2 separate regions of the Macaca mulatta genome follow, and region 1 is linked to region 2. Evidence: chromatin contacts called from public Hi-C data. All regions are on one chromosome and are shown on one strand. Each heading gives the region's core, a stretch centred on a gene start, on an enhancer-like site or on the middle of the called end of the contact. The rest is flanking DNA. Distances are from core to core; before and after follow the strand shown.

Region 1 (4,959 bases), core at 515-3,014, 210 kb after region 2:
AAACCAAACCTAAGTGCCAATAAAGGCATGCCGTGGGTGATCAGGCCACACTTCCACTCAAAAGGAGTGGGCAAGTTCTCAAGACTAGTCTTACCAAGTTTCAGATGTCCAGACTCCAAGTACTAGTTCCTCCCTGGTGTTCAGCCATTGCGTTGATCCTCCATGGGGGCCTGTCACACACTGCTCTGGCAAGGTGTCCCAGTGGGGCAAACGCCTACCCAGGAGTGCTCAGGATCCGTGTCACTCAGGCTGATCAGAGTCCCCTGCAGGGATGTTCCACAGGGCAGGCTTAAGCCGCCCAAGGAGCTGCCTCGACTATCCGCCAATCACCTTGTTTCCTGGTCAGGGAACCAAGAAATGTAGCAGGACGAGCAACAGACAAAACTCCTCAGACACCGAGTTAAAGAAGGAAGGCGTTTATTTAGCCGAGGGCATCAGCAAGACTCCTGTCTCAAGAGCCGAGCTCCCGGAGTGAGCAATTCCTGTCCCTTTCAAGGGCTCACAACTCTAAGGGGGTGCATGTGAGGGGGTTGTGATTGATTAAGCAAGCAGGGGGTATGTGACTGGGGGCTGCATGCACCAGTAATTAGATCGGAACAAAACAGGATGGGATTTTCACAGTGCATTTCTATATAATGTCTGTAATCTATAGATAACATAACCCTTAGGTCAGGAGTCAATATTTACCAGGCCCAGGGTGTGGTGGCAGGCTGTCTGCCTGTGGATTTCATTTCTGCCTTTTAGTTTTTACTTGTTCTTTCTTTGGAGGCAGAAATTGGGCATAAGACGATATGAGGGGGTGGTCTCCTCACCTGAGTCACAAAAACATTAAAATTAGGCCAATTAATAACCGTATAATGGTCTCTAAGTGTTCAAGTAAAAAGAAGAGTCGCACATCTCTCACTTTACATCAAAAACCAGAGATAATTAAGTTTACTGAGGGATGCATGTCAAAAACAGAGGCCAAAAGTTAGGCCTCTTGCACCACTTAGCCAAGTTGTGAGTGCAATGAGAAAGGAAATACGCTATTCCAGTGAACAAACGAGTACAGGAAAGTGAAACAGTTTTATTGCTGATACAGGTAAAGAGTGAGTGGTCTGGATACAAGTCTCTTCAGCTCTATAAAGACCAAGAGAGATGAAGAAATTGCAGAAGATACCAGCAAGAAGTTGGTTCGTGAGGTTCAAGGAACAAAACTGTCTCCATAACATAAAAATGCAAGGTGAAGCAGCAAATGCTGATGGAAAAGTTTTAGCAAGTGACCCAGATCTAGCTAAAATCATACATTTAGGTGACTACACTGAACAGCAGATTTTCAGTGTAAACAGTTTAACACTGGAGGATTTCCTTCCTTCCTAGGGAGACCCGCCAGCTCCCAGCCCTCAATATCCCTTCCATCTCCGGTGGACCCTGGCCGCGCCCTCTTGGAACCCTCTTCTGAGACCAGAGGCCACATCTGCCCACCGGGGGAGCACAGCCTCGGACGCAGCCAGGGACAGCACAACCCCAGTCGCCCCGCACTTCAGCCCCACATCTATGCTTTAGGCCCGGCGGCCTCAAATCCGCCCCTTTGCCTGCTCCAACCAAGGGAGCTCAGTACGCCCACCCACGAACCCCCAAGGCTGGTGGTCTCCCCTTCCGCCTTCGCAACCAACTTCAGGGACGCCCAACCCCACCCCAGACCTGCGGAGTAGTCCAGAGAGCTGCAGGGTTCAAATTTACCAGGAGCGACGGCGGAGTGGGGCAGGGCATGCGCGGAAGGAACCCGGAAGCTCTTTTCCCTTGGTCCTGTGCTGGTGGCGTCATTGGAGAGAGACTACATTTCCCACGCGCCTCTGCGGTGTCCGACCCACCCAGGGAGGAAATGTGTTAACTTCAGGGAGTCAATTCTGCTGCAGTGTCCTGTGGCCTGAGGGTGAGGATTGCGCTCTCCATGGGACAGCAGGGTGGATTCCGCTTGTTTTTGTTTTGTTTTGAAGACGGAGTCTCGCTTAGTCCCCTGGTCTGGAGGGCAGTGGCGCAGTCTCGGTTCACTGCAACCTCCGCCTCCCGGGTTCAAGCGATTCTCGGGCCTCAACCTCTGTGGTGCTGGGACTACAGGCGCCCACCACCACGCCTGGCAAATTTTTGTATTTTTAGTAGAGACAGGAGTTCACTATGTTGGCCAGGCTGGTCTTGAACTCCTGACCTTGTGATCCACCTGCCTCAGCTTCCCAAAGTTCTGGGGTTACAGAAGTGAGCCACTGCTTCCAGCTGGATTCCGCGTCTTTATCAAACCCAGACTGGAACGCTGTGGGGAGGATGGAGAAGCGCCATGTGGGCGCAGCAGTGGGTGATATCCACCTTTAGCTACAGTTCTTTTTGTTAGTGAAAGGTACTGCGGTTATGGAACCCACATCTGCTTTTTGCAGGTGCATCCCAAAGCATTAGAATTGTGTCTGTCTTGTACTTTAAATTTGTTGACAGACAGAAAATTAAGGTTAACACTGTTCGAACCTATTAAAAGATGTTTGTTCTCACCCAGTAAACTAATTTGTGAATCTTCAATGGGTCGTATTACACAGTTGGAAACACTGCTCTAGTATATAGACTACAATAAAACAGCAGGTTCATAGGATGGGTGCACTCCATAATCCTTATGCCAGTTTACACTCCAGCATCTGGTAATTATTTGCCCATGAACTCCAAAGTTTCATCCATCCAGCTATCAAATCTTTAGTTATTTGGTTTGAGTGTGTAAGTAAAACTATTATATATAAAGTTTCAGTGCCGCAAAAGAAATAGCACTCGAATATAAAATTTACTTTTTCTCAGCAAGGCAAGTTACTTCTATATAGAAGAGTGTGCCCTTACATATGGAACAATGGTGAGCGCACACTTGGACAAGGGAGGGGAAGGGGTTCTTAACCCTGACGCACGTGGCACCTGCTGCTGTGTTCTTCCCCTATTGGCTAGGATTAGACCGCACAGGCTAAACTAATTCCAACTGGCGAATTTAAAGAGAAGGATGGGGTGAGTGCGTTGGCAGGAGTCAGGGCAGAGCAGGTAGCAGATAATTGGAATGAGTTAGGGTGGAGCAGGTAATTGGGAAAAGGTTGCTTTATGAGGAAGTTTAAAAGTAGAAGACAAAGAATTGAACATACTGACATTCTTTGAAAAGAAATTTTGAGCTCATATCTAACAATCCCTCCCCTTGTACTTCCTTACAGCTTTGTTTTTAAACTTTTTTTTAACATGTCTTGGCTTGGTTGTTTTGCTTGATTTTTTAAAAAGAAAAAGCTTCTCTGGATAAGGTGGAGGATAGTTAAGGGAGGTTTTAGTAAGTGCCGTTTTTATGAGCCTCTGCATCTACCTATGGATGTGTGGTATGACACAGCACCCGACAAGAATAAGTACACCTAGTATGGCTGCGAGGGAAGTAAGAATTGGGGCTATAATTCCTTTCCATTTACCGAACTACTTCTTTTTCTTTTTTTTATTTTTTCTAGCCATCCTGTAAAGGGGTCATTTACCCCTGAGTTGCTGGCTAACTCATTGGACAGAGCAGTCAGACCTTGTAATGCCTTTGTTATACTTTTATTAGGGGCAGGGTTGTTTGGGATGAAGGTGTAACATTGAGTTTTAATTATGACACAAACTCCTGGTTTTGCTAATATGTCTAAGGCTATCCTATTTTCCCAAGCCATCTGGCTAGTAGCCCCTAATTCTTCAGCTGTTCCTTTAACAGCAGCTCTAATGTAGTTAATAAATCACTGTTGGTTGTAATAGATGTAGTTTATCCAATCTACATTTTTATTAACTGTCACCTACCAAAATATTGACTCAAATCCTGCAGCTATTTGATTTTGGGCTTCAAATGGATCCGTTATTCCTGGTGGGTCTTTAATTGTGTCTAGATGTGAGAGCCAAAAGACTTAGAAGGGGCTTTTCTCTCTTTAAGATGTCTTATTTTTCTTTCCTCTGGTTGATGAAATGCCAGGGCAAAAGGGATACCCAATTGGACTAAAGCACAACTGCCACTCCAGTTATTTGGCAGAGTATCCAGTAAAGGTCCACCACAACACCACCACACACCCGCTCAGGGATGAACAAGGGCCGACTGATAAGCTCTTGAAAATTATTAAGCTCACTGCATCCTTTCAGGTCTCCAAGGAATGCTAATTTTCCTGTCTGTCATGAGAGATGCGAAGTGAACTTAGTGTTGGGAGATGAAAGCTGGATGGCCCTCAGGAGCTGACCCACAGGGTGCTGGAGTTTGAGATATAGCAGAGGGAGAGCTTGGCACGACTTGTTACCCTAGGCTGTAGAATCTTGGAAAAGAGCTACCATGCAGCCCATGTCTGGTTTACTGGAGGGCCATCCTAGTGGAAAGGTGACAATTTGGGCCTCTGGCCTGCTGTGCACACAAGCATAAAAATTGCTTTTGTTTAACGTGTGGACAGAATATTTGATTCAGTGGCATTTACATTTTGGTATCCTGTCTCAATTGCCAAAGTTTGTTTTAAGTCTTTAACTTCTACCATCGCTATCTTGGTCTTGTCGTTATATGGAGAAGGAACAATGGTTCCATTGTGAGAGGTTTTGGAAAAAGGTTTAGAGGCAGGTTCAGGAGGTGGGGGATCAAAGAAATGCATTTCAAAGAATCCATTAGGGTCTGTCCCTGAAACCTCAGCCCCCATACTATAAAACTGGCTTAGAGAAGGGTACCTGAGGCCAGGCACAGTGGCTCACGCCTGTAATCCCAACATTTTGGGCTGAGGTGGGCAGATCATCTGAGGTCAGGAGTTCGAGACCAGCCTGGCCAACATGGTGAGCTCCTGCCTCTATGAAAAATACAAAATTAGCTGGGTGTGATGGCACATGCCTGTAATCCCAGCTACTTGGGAGGCTGAGGCAGGAGAATTGCTTGAACCCAGGAGGCGGAGGTTGCAATGAGTCGAGTTCAAGCCACTGCACTCC
Region 2 (4,818 bases), core at 2,101-4,600:
CGCCCCAAGAGGACAGGGAGGAACCAACAAAGGAAAAACCCTACGAAACGGACCATCAAAGCAACCAATCCAACAAAAAACACGTCTCACGGCTCCTTTGGGTCACTCCGTTAGCCCTTCCACCCTGTTCTGGCCCAGCCCAAGCCCCCTCCACCCTACCCCGGCCTGCTTAAAGGGGCCCTGTCTACCGGAGCAGAACGCTCCCTCTCCAAGGCTCTAGGGCTCTCTAGGTCCCTCACCCTCTCTCTTCTTCTTCCCCCTCCACCTCGTGCTCTTTCTGTCGCCTGCTCTCTCGCGCGCTCTCTCTCTCTCTCTCTCTCCCTCTCTCCTGACTCACTGTCTCTCTATCACTGTCTCTCTCTCTCCCTCCGTTTCTATGTCTCCATCCCTCTCTCTTGCTCTCATTCAAGCTGTGTGTGTCTGTGTCTTTGTGTGTCTGTGTGTAGGTGTCTGTTTGCAAGACGGGCTGCGAGGGATCCAAAACAATCCCTCAGCGCTAAGGTGGAGGATCGGAGGGCCTGGGCACTGACGCCCTGTCCTGAGCGGCCAGATGTGGTGGAAGCTCGGGAGCTCGGGAGGCAGGGGAAGGCCTGCAGCGTTGGCGGAAGGGAGGCCGCCCGGAGAGTCCGAAGCCTGGGCAGGGGACAGAGGCCTCTGACACCCCCGTTGGGCAGCAGGGCGGCGCCGTGGTGTTCGCGGGACTTGGCTGCCAGCTACTGCCGGAGGCTCTAGGAGGCCGACGGAAGGCGCAGCGAGGCGGCCCGGGGTGCTCAGGTGTAGTGGGGGAGAGCAGCCCATCCCGGGTGCGGGCGAGCGGCTCCGGGGTCCGCCATCCGAGCCCCGCGCCCCCGGGGTGGCGGGGACGCCTGGAGTCTGGTAGGCGTGATTGGACCCAGTTCTTGGGGCGGCCAGGCGCCACTGTCAGGGTCTACGTCCATACCAACCTGAACGCGCCCCATCTCCTCTGATCTAGTGAAGCTAAGCAGGGTCGGCTGGGTGAGTACTTGGATGGGATTCCGCCCGGGAATACCGAGTGCTGAAGGGATTTTGTCTGCTTGCTTCCTAACCGCCCTCTGACTCTTCCTAACCTTCCCCTTTTATCTGCTTGCTTCCTAACCGCCCTCTGTGCTCCCCCCTTTTCCGCCCTGCTGCGCCCCCGCAGCAGCCCGGGACCTAGGGGTCCCCCACTGCACCACCGCCAGGCAGCAGCATCCCACCTCTCCCGCCTCGCCGCAGCCCCAGCAGGAGCCCGGGTTGTGGCTGGCCGGGGCCCGACCCTGAAGGCGTAGAGGCGGGTTCCCTGCTGTCCTGGGTGTCTTCCTGCTCCCGGGAGGCGCAAGCACTTCAATTCAATCATGCGGCGCCGCCGCCACCGTCCAAGCCCAGGGAAGGGGCCGGCAGGGGTAGCGGGCCCCGCAGACGCCAGCCAAGACCCCCGCTCCAGAACGCATGGGCTGCTTCCCCCTCGGGGAAGGTCATTGCCTTCATTAGCCACCAAAACAACCGTCCCTGTGCACCCAGAATCCCATTGCCACCAACTTCGTGTAAACTCTAGTCCCGAGGACACGAGAGAGACGCAGGCCTCCGGCTCCCTGGGCACGCTCGTCGCCTCCGCTCTAGCTAGACGGATGCGCGCACTCTACAAATCTCGGGGCCCACCGCACCAAGAGGACAGGGAGGAGCCAACAAAGGAAAAACCCTAAGAAACGCACCCCCAAATCAACCAATCCAAGAAAAAACACGTTTCAGGGCTCCCTTGGTTCACCCGCGTGGGCGGCCTGCCACCCTGTTCTGGCCCAGCCCAAGCACCCTCCACCCTACCCAGGCCTGCTCAATGGGGCCCTGTCTACCAGAGCAGAGGACTCCCTCTCTAAGGTTGTATGGCTCTCGCTCTCTATCTCCCTCACCCTTTCTCTTCTTTCCCCTCCACCATGCACCCTTTCTTTCGCGTTCTCTCTCTCTCTCTCCCCTCCGTCACTCTGTCTCTCTCTCTCTATCGCTGTCTCTCTCTTCCTCCCTTTTTCTCTCCATCCCTTTCTCTCTTGCTCTCCCTCAAACTATCTGTCTCTTTCTCTGTGTGTGTGTGTATGTGTGTACCTGCGCGAGTGCGCCAGTGTGTGTCTGTGTGGGGAGGGCCGGGGTGGGGAGGGGGTTGGTTTTGCTCGTGGTGGTCGTGAGATGTGTCTGGGTGTGCTTCAGCCCCTCTCTCCCGGGATCCAGGATGTGTGTGCTGGGGGGAAGCAGTGGAAAGGGTGTTGAAGGAAGGTGACAATCAGCTTCGTGGAGGGCACTGACAGGCCATTATTCCTGTGGCTTGGCAAATTTTCTGTTTGAACTTATTTCTTGTTAAGGGTCCAAGTGTACCGACTATGGGAATAAGAAAAGAAGAATAGCTCTGAACAGCTGAAGCTCTGTGAGGTACAAAAGATTTTTCTGGCCCAGAGAGACTTGAGTATGGGATTTGAGACACACCTCCACACCCTTTCCCAGAGGCAATTGTTTAAAGGTATGTTGTTCCTAAGGAGCTGCCTCATCTGGAATTTGTGATACAAAGAACAATGTATAGCCAGTCAGTGGCTTATGGATTTTAATGTAAATTTTTGATGAAAATTTTAGGAACTGCGTCTTTTCTCAAAATCCACTTGTAATGGCTACTAATTGGAGTGTATATTCAGGGCAACTTTATGCTCTCAGGTAGGTATCCTGAACATGTGCCCTTGAATATGCTTTTGAAAATAGATTCTGACTTTTTTATTATGATGGGTTGACAGGGGACTGGCCTGGGACACCTGCCTGGATGTAAATACCCCAACCATTAGCTGCCCTGCCCAGCAGAGGAGGCGGGTGGACAGCAGGTCCCCTTTGGTCAGAAACACATGCATTGCGTAGTTGTTCTACAGCTGGGTCCTGCTTGCTAGGACAGTCCCACAGGCGCACCGGAATGCACAGGCAGCCTCCCCTTTCCACCCGCCAGCATTCCCAAGCACGCCTCGGCTTCTGACTGGTCTGTGCTTTGGGAGGAAAACTCATCTTCAGGTTTCTCGCCAACAGAAGATGATGATGATGCTGTTCAGACACTCAGGAAAAAAGATTGCAGATTGGCTTAAGAGTGCGCCCTTTATTAAAGATGGTATACATGTAAAGACATGGAACAATTTTGGAAGGATACAAAAAAAAATTGCCCATTTTATTAATAGTCTCATTCAACCCCTTTGCTGACCTCATCTCCTGTCACTCATAACCAAAGGAGGAGGGTCCTGGAGCCCTGTCCAATCAGGGACATTGACGTGGGAATTGTCCAATCAGGAGCGCAGCTTGAGAGGCAGAGGCGGTTTCCGGGATCTGGCGGGGCCTTTGTCTTGCGCTCCAGTTGGAGCTTCGGTCGCGTCTTCTCCGCTATTTATCCTCACCTGCGGGAGGCCCTGGTGACTCTGCTGCTGCAGTGTCTGGTTTCCCTGTGACCTGCAGGTGCTGGGAGTTACGTAGCTAAGATGCCAGGACACACCGAAATCCGGAAAACGGTGAGAGTTCCCTGGAGGGTGTTCCAAGATGGCGGCCCGGCCTCCCCGCATCAGCTGCGGAGTCCGCGGCCCGGAGTCTCTGCTGGCACCTGTGGGATCTGTCACCTCTGGGTAGGGGCGGGGCCGGGCCGCCGCGTGATTCTCCTCCCATCGCTGCGCCGCGGCTTCCGCCCGGGCCTCCGCCCCGGCCTCTCTGGGCAGCTATGAAGCTGCCACCCCGCCAGTCCCCCAAACTGTGTGCTTGGTCCGGAGGGGAGGGTCATCGGGGAGAAGCCCAACTCGGTGTGCGAAACATGCGTGGGAAGAGCTGTTCCATAGGGCTCATCTTAGCTGTGCAGTCCATCCTTTTTCCTGTGAAAAATAAAGGGAGTCACTCTTAAAGCTTTGAAGAGTTTGTTTGAGCAAAGGGAGTTTCTGGAATGGGAGAGCACCCATCTATGGTGTGTGGCTTGTGGGTTTATGGAGGAGGTGCTTGAAGGAAAGGCTTTTGTAGGGTGCATGAGGAAGCAAGCCAAATTTAATAATTGACTGGCGACAGTTACAGTCACTTTATTTGGACTGTACACGTGGAAATTTCCTGGTTATTTAATTAGAGATTAATTGGAGTTTTGCGATTGGTTGAACCTGGATTTTGTTTCCACTTAAGGTAGTCATTAACAAGAAATGCATTTGAGCTACTAGTATTTTTCATGTCGAAACGCAAGACACTAGAGCCACATCTGTCTAATTGCCTGCTAATTATTTTAACACTGCACAAGAGACTGGTTTTCCCCTGCATTTTCCAAATACATGGAAAGCAGAGTCTCAAATCTCCTCCCCTGCTCCCCCAGCCTAACTCTGGCCTGCAATAAAATACTAAATTTTCAGTCTCTTTCCAAAATTCACAAAAACCACCGTCACCTCTTCAATTCACAACATTGTCAGCTATTTGTCTTTTATTGCATACTCCAGGCACAATATTTTAATTAATCATTTTTTCACAGAACATTGGAGGGCACTCTTTGTTGTTGCTATTGTTGTTTTGTTTTTGTTTTTTCTTTAAGAAGGAGTCTCGCTCTGTAGCCCAGGCTGGAGTGCAGTGGCGCGATCTTGGCTCACTGCAACCTCTGCTTACCGGGTTCAGGCGATTCTCCTGCCTCAGCCTCCTGAGTAGCTGGGATTACAGACGCGTGCCACCACCCTGAGCTAATTTTTGTATTTTTAGTATTTTGTGTTTTAGTTTCATCGTGTTGGTCAGGCAGGTCTCCAACTCCTGACCTTGTGATCCCCCCGCCTTGATCTCCCAGAGTGCTGAGAT

Evidence for each region. A called contact is a pair of places that touch in the nucleus more often than the background predicts.
Region 1: a contact with region 2 is called in a Hi-C map of fetal cortical plate, with 2.0 times the contacts expected there. The contact joins the promoter of LOC114669944 here to the promoter of ZNF678 in region 2. A contact is called at or near these places in 2 of 14 Hi-C or Micro-C datasets (fetal cortex germinal zone and fetal cortical plate).

Annotation. Positions count from the first base shown.
Region 1 is chr1:85,493,509-85,498,467 of T2T-MMU8v2.0, forward strand. It overlaps LOC114669944 (zinc finger protein 717-like), which reads right to left and starts at 1,765. Exons shown (of 5, transcript XM_077939282.1): 1 at 1,684-1,765.
Region 2 is chr1:85,283,556-85,288,373 of T2T-MMU8v2.0, forward strand. ZNF678 (zinc finger protein 678) reads left to right here and starts at 3,351. Exons shown (of 5, transcript XM_077939114.1): 1 at 3,351-3,521.